2 separate regions of the Anser cygnoides genome follow, and region 2 is linked to region 1. The links are chromatin contacts, called in public Hi-C maps. All regions are on one chromosome and are shown on one strand. The core of a region is the stretch at or near the end of the contact, and the rest is flanking DNA. Distances in the headings are between cores, read along the strand shown. Region 1 overlaps NUB1 (negative regulator of ubiquitin like proteins 1). Region 2 overlaps LOC106046948 (a long non-coding RNA gene).

Region 1 (3,098 bases), core at 235-2,734:
CTACAGCCTCATCAGCTAGGTTTCTCATTTACAAACAATTTTTAAAGCTGGTATTTTAAAATGGCATAGAAATGCTTATTTACCTGTATTCTAAGTGAATCAACTTATTTCACAATAAAAATATAGTTAAGTTCTATTAAATTTTCTTCTGAAAATAAACGCTTCTATTTTTCTGCTATGACAATAAATTACAACGTATCACAAATGTAGGCTTTAAGCAGATTTATAAATACGCAGGAATTAAGTGTTTCACCTACAGTTTAACTGAATTCAAGGCATTTAGTAAGAGATAAGCTGAAGATGCGTTTATAATCCAAACTCAATTTGTCAGGGGAAAAGCATGTAACTGAAGTAGAGGTAATGAGATTTAATGCTGTGGTACTTGTATATAGGATAAGTATTCATGAATGATCTGTTCTTCCTCCTCCAGTGTTAAATCCAGATAATCCTCTTCATGTTCAGGAATATCCTCTAGGATTTCATTGACTGCATCGGTCTCCATGTCTTCGTCTGTCGGTGAACTAGAAGAACCTTCAATTAAAAAAAAAAACAAAACCCAGAAAACAGCGGTGATTTCATTGCTGGAAGAAGTTTATACTTTTCCCCCTTTCACCACCACCACTGCTCTTCGAGAACCAGTTACTGTAAAACCACCTCTTGTTTCAAATTGCTCTACCGAAGCTGTTACAGGATGGCAAATTGTCCTACTGTGTAAGGCTGTAGGAAAGCCCTTAGATGTACAACGGGGATCCCTAGAGCTCTGACAGCTCATGGGGGAGAGAGAGAGTGCAATGCTCCTCCCTGGTAAGTGGCGAGTATCAGTTACAGCTGTATCACAGTATGGGATATGCGGTCAAATCAGCTACTGTACAGCACAAATTTGGAATAAAACTTCTTAGCAATCAGAAATCAGGTATTAGCAAGCCAAAAATCATCACCTACAGTGGTGTAGGTCCAGGAAGAATGACAGTCTTAACTTGCTGCTCGCTCTCTGAAAGGGTACAGGCAGGGAGAGGTTGGTTTGGTTTTAATCCTAATTGGCGTGATGAGTACAGGTAGGTGGGAGTGCTTAGTGTTAGGTGCTTGGGGCACGCAGGAATTCTTACCTGCAGACTCTGTGGGCGAGTCTTTAGATGAAGCAGATTCTTCTGATGGACTGGAACCTTCAGAAGACAGCTGCAATGAGGCAGGCAGAACTCCCCCATAGTGAGCAAGGGTCTGAGAAGCTAAGTGGATGTTGCCTTTAAAGACCTTTAAAGCTTGCTTTGCCGACTCATGGCTGAAGCCCATGTACATCAGCTACAGGGAGAGGGAAAAAAAAAAAAAAATCAGTACATATGGAGAAATCCAAGCTCATTCAGCATCAGTGACTGACAGGAATCTGACTGTGCGTCTGACAGTCACTCCTCTCGCACAGAGGAAAGCGTTGCATACCAGGAATTCCAGGACACTGACTCTGGCTTACTGGAACAGTTAACAACAGGGCAGTGACCTATTAAAGGAATGGGGATGTTGAGCAGAATCAAGAGCCTCTTGTTTAACATCAGACCAACTCTTCGTCTGTTTTCAAAAGGAAACTTCAAAGCACTCCAGCACATTCACATTCCTGGAATGCTATTTACTTTTTCTATGCAGTATAGTTTTCCTGCCTGTCTGACACTAATTGCAGAGCCACACAAATTATCGTGGAGTTTTTCAGATGGCCTGTGGTGAGAAAGGCACATGCCAACTCTTTCCCTTGTGCACCACAATATGCTTAAAGAATTGAATGCGTTTCTCATCTGCTGTCCTTTTAGGGTTAGAGCATTCGGGTGCACACACTTCCCTTAGCATTTGTGCACAACAGCTTGGTGTGAGGGGCAGGAAGTAAACAGGAATTACAATTCAGCCGGAGCGCGAGTTCACTGCGAGGGGCGGATGTGAGACAATGGAAGTGTGACAGCTCACGAGGGACACGGGACAAAGAATATTTGTACAGCTTCGCTTAAGGAAGATCTGGTGGGGCTGAAGGCATAATTCATAAACATGACTACCAGCTCCCGAGAAAGAAAAAGGTCTGACTTACTTGATCAATACTTTCTTGGGATACTTGAAACTGGTCCATGGCCACGGGATCATCGTCATCATCATTTTCCAACAATAATTCTGGATTGTCCAGAATAAACTACAGTAAAACAGAGAGCGGTCAGAATAGAGCAATGCAGTCATATTAGCCCTCAGTATGGATGTTTGTTTAGCCCTACGGTTGATACAAGCAAAACCTCAGCCATCTTTGATGTTTGATTCACTGGGTCAGGAAGTTCAGTCATTACAGTTCAAAAAAGGGTTGCTCTGAGCTAACCAATACAGAAGGCAGAAAATCTGCTAAGCAATTCACCCCCCAAATGTATTTGCTTTGGTACGGAAGCACTGCTCCTGAAAACCACTTACCTTAAAGGCTTGGTCCAGGTTTCCTTGTGCATGATGAAGAGCTACTTGAGCAGCTCTCTCTGAATAGCCCATACTTTTCAAGGTGTTTATGTCTTCTAGTCGCTGCCTTCTTTTAGCTCTCTCCTCCCTCCTTATCTGTGCTTTTTCCTGCAAGAACACAGCATTACAAAGCTAACTGTGCATGGCAATACTTCAGCCTTCCTCTGGTGCATATGGTTTCTTGGATTTACTTGTGTTTGAATTTCTTGAGGAAAAAGGATTTCTTGTTTTAAATATAGATTTTGCTGCCAGACACTCATCCCTAAATAAAGTTGTATTCCCATGAGCAAGCACTGTGGCTGTACTTCTGCTCTGAAGTCTCAGCAGATCAGATTCTTATGCTATCACAGCTATTATAGGCCCTCTGTGGTAAGTGATAAACCCATTTGGCAGATGGGCCTGTAGACAAGACTTGCCAAGGACATACAGTCAGAACTGGGCACGTGGCCAGCAAGTTCTCTTCGCCATTTGACTTTCTATCCACATTTCAGTGTCTGAAGTCCAGAAGTGCCACCTTGACATACCAAAAGTAAGTTCAGGCGCTTCAAATCCAGACAACACCCCCAGCCTCTTTCACACCAACAGAGAACAGCCTTTTCCCCTCATGGATCTTGTAAACCCAAAGCAAT
Region 2 (3,008 bases), core at 436-2,935, 340 kb before region 1:
CTACAAGGCGCCAAGCCAAAGAGGAAGGCCTTAGGGAGCGAGGCTTTCTGTTCCTATTTCTGGGGTCAAAAATCACTGCTCCTAAGGACTGCCATTCCAGTTCTAGTGCCTACTTCCATTTCTTTTGGAGGCAGCAGTGGCTGTGTAGGCAGAAGGAACGTATGGCCTGCGTGATTTAATGCTTTGTAGTCCAGAACCATGAACAGAATCCCTGTTTCCCCAAATAGCAATGCTCTGACTGCTAGGACAGACTCACACCAGAGTCCTGGTTTTCAGGTAGAGCTTTTTGTATTCAAATGCGTTTGCAGACTTTTAAGCAGAAAACGGTAAAAGTATTCCTTGTTATGGAAATGCTAATAATTACCTAGTAGTATCCTGAAAACTGGGACAAGAAAAAAGTGGAAATAAAATATTTTCAAGGTCTGAGATTAAGCTAGTTGGCATGAGGGAGATTTAGAAGAGTAGGGATTTTCTTGCAATAGTCTTGTCAAGGAAGAGAGAAGAACACTGTAATAAGGATGAGATAAACTAAAATCCTGTTCTTGCCTCTAAACTGGCATGGCTCTTCACCAACCGTAAGTGGCAGTACTCGATGCTAGCAAGTGGTTCTGTGGGGCTGGTTTTCCAGGACTCTTCTGGAAATAAAGTCACATAAACTGTGTGGAACTAAAAATGTATACACATGAGCAGAATCTAAAGCAAGTGATATTAAGGTTTGGGGGGAATTCCTACCTTATAACATAGCCATTTGTAACTGGATACTCAATATTTGCAACTTTCTTTTGTGGGATCTTGAGATGGCAAAAAAAAGGCAGATGTTTTCATTCACAAGCTATTTTCATTATTTTCTGAATATTAAATCTCTGCCCCTTTTGTATGTCCTTATGATGGAAAAAAGATCATGTCATCTCGTATCATTAAGAGAAAATACCAGGGTTTAGCTAGGTGGCTGATTTTTATGTCGACATATTTTGGAGATTGATTAATTATGAAAGTTTTGGTTCTCTTGTGAATTAGATGAGTGAGGACAGGGCATTTAGGAAATGAGGGCAAAATCCCTTTGAACAGATCGGTATTGGTTGTAACAAAATTTGCAGCATTTCATTATGTAAAAATATGTTGCAAACCAAACAATACTAGTGTTGTTCTTATAGCCTTTGCTGCCAAAGGAAATAAGGTCAGAAATTCAGCTTTCATTGTAATGAAAGCCTCCAGTCCTTGTGGACAGAGGAATAAGACCTTGAAAATTTGACATATGTGTAAAAAGTTGTCTTATATTTCCAGATTAAAATTTAAAAGAGAAAGAGAAATCTCTTCTAGTGATTTTTAGTAAAGCCATTCTGAATTTACAGAGACCAACTCCTGTTTGTGACAGTTCTCAGACTGGTAATACTGAGCATACGTCCCAAAGATGCCCAATGGCACCGTACCAATTTGAGCTAAACCAAAATATATTATCCCCTCTTTTAAATGCAAGTTTCTGCTCTACCATATTATAGAGCCATGTTATCTGAGAGTTGCAAAGCAATACCAGATGGTGGTTAGATGTAGTTTGGCTGGAATTTGCGGTTTCTCATGTCTAGCCACATGTTTCACCACTTGCAAGCTTCTAAATTATATTGTTCAATTATTTGTCTCCTTGGCTCAATATTCCCTTTCTTTCCTTTCCTGATTTGGTGCAATTCTTCATGCTTTCACTAGGTGGGTCCCCACAACAGTACACAGGGTAAGCAATGTGTTGAATAGCCTGAATTCCCTTCGGGAAATGTATCTCCCAGTCAGTTTTATTACCACTTTTTTGGCAGAAGTATGCTGCCCCACATGTTTTGATGTGCAATTTAGTGATTTCAAAAACGGATTGAGAGCTGCAAAGTTGTCATAAAGGGACTGGATTTGGAGATCTTCCTAAGATTATTCCCTTCTAATGTATCTGTTTCAACTGAGGTTTGAAACAAACGTGCCCTTCTTGTAGCCAGTCATGTATAGCCATATCAAACTTTGCAATCATTTTACCTTTCAAAGGGTGATGCAAAGCTGGTTGGTTAGCAACACCAAATATATTCCCCCTTTCCAAAATCAGAAGTTAGCCAGCATATCTTAAATGCTTTGTGACTTTCCATACTAGTCAAAACAACAACAAAAATAAGTATACCTTTCCATGTGTGTAAGGTATTTACTGTCCATACAAGACAAAAAAAAAAAAGACTTTTTAGCTAAAATCTTCAGAAATTTTCTTTCCAAGTACAATTCTTTATATGAGTGGGGACTTATATCAAAAAATACTTACTCCCTAAACCTGACCAAAACAAAGTCCAAACAGAAAAGTTTAGTTCTTTCTATCCCATAATGACCCATGAAAAAGATAAAGGAAAAAAAAAAAGTGAGAGACTAGCAAGGTTTCTTAAAGTCCTATTAGATAGCTAGGGTAACCTAATGGTGGGCAGAATAAGAACTAGACATGTGTAGATTGTGAGCCCTTTGTCATGCTCCCCCAGCCAGATTCTGAATATGATTCCTGCCTGTTGCAGCACCCATCTGTCACATCAACCTGGGAGAAAACTGCACGTCAGGAACAGGGCAGCTATTCAGCCTGCTAATTCTTGGAGTTAGAGCTGCATGGTCTTTAAAAGTCCTGGTGCTCTGAACGAGGAGGCGTGTAGCTTCTGTACTGTCTTCGGTTGTTGTCTTCACCCTGCTCCGAAGGAGGATCAGTTAACCTTCAGAAAGCTCTATACTGTCAGGTCCAGGTTGCTTCTGACATTCAGGCTTCTACACACAGAGCTAGCTCTCTATGTGGCATAGTCTGTAGTGTTATCTTCAGACTGAGTAACCCCTGGGTGCTTATCAGTTACCTTTCAATGTCTACTTCTCATACCTTGGCACCTACAGAAAGAAGAATGAAGCAGCCTAGCTAATGTATTTGAATTACTGTGAGGCTAGTTTTTCTTTTTCCTCTTCCTTCATTCCCTCTCTTATCCGAGCTCATTAAGTGAATCTGTTTCATCTGC

Evidence for each region. A called contact is a pair of places that touch in the nucleus more often than the background predicts.
Region 2: a contact with region 1 is called in a Hi-C map of granulosa cells, with 1.9 times the contacts expected there. The contact joins two enhancer-like sites. A contact is called at or near these places in 2 of 7 Hi-C or Micro-C datasets (granulosa cells and liver).

The regions. Positions count from the first base shown.
Region 1 is chr2:7,101,982-7,105,079 of Taihu_goose_T2T_genome, reverse strand. NUB1 (negative regulator of ubiquitin like proteins 1) reads right to left here. Exons shown (of 15, transcript XM_048062356.2): 12 at 2,431-2,577; 13 at 2,066-2,164; 14 at 1,107-1,299; 15 at 1-531. The coding sequence ends at 368. Among named protein-coding and RNA genes, the nearest start is that of NUB1, 14 kb to the right of the region's middle. Within about 2 kb of position 1,484, at least 2 of the 3 cell types and tissues checked have open chromatin away from gene starts, as enhancers often do.
Region 2 is chr2:7,442,943-7,445,950 of Taihu_goose_T2T_genome, reverse strand. All of the region lies in intron 1 of LOC106046948 (a long non-coding RNA gene), which reads left to right. Among named protein-coding and RNA genes, the nearest start is that of GALNT11, 9.9 kb to the left of the region's middle. Within about 2 kb of position 1,685, at least 2 of the 3 cell types and tissues checked have open chromatin away from gene starts, as enhancers often do.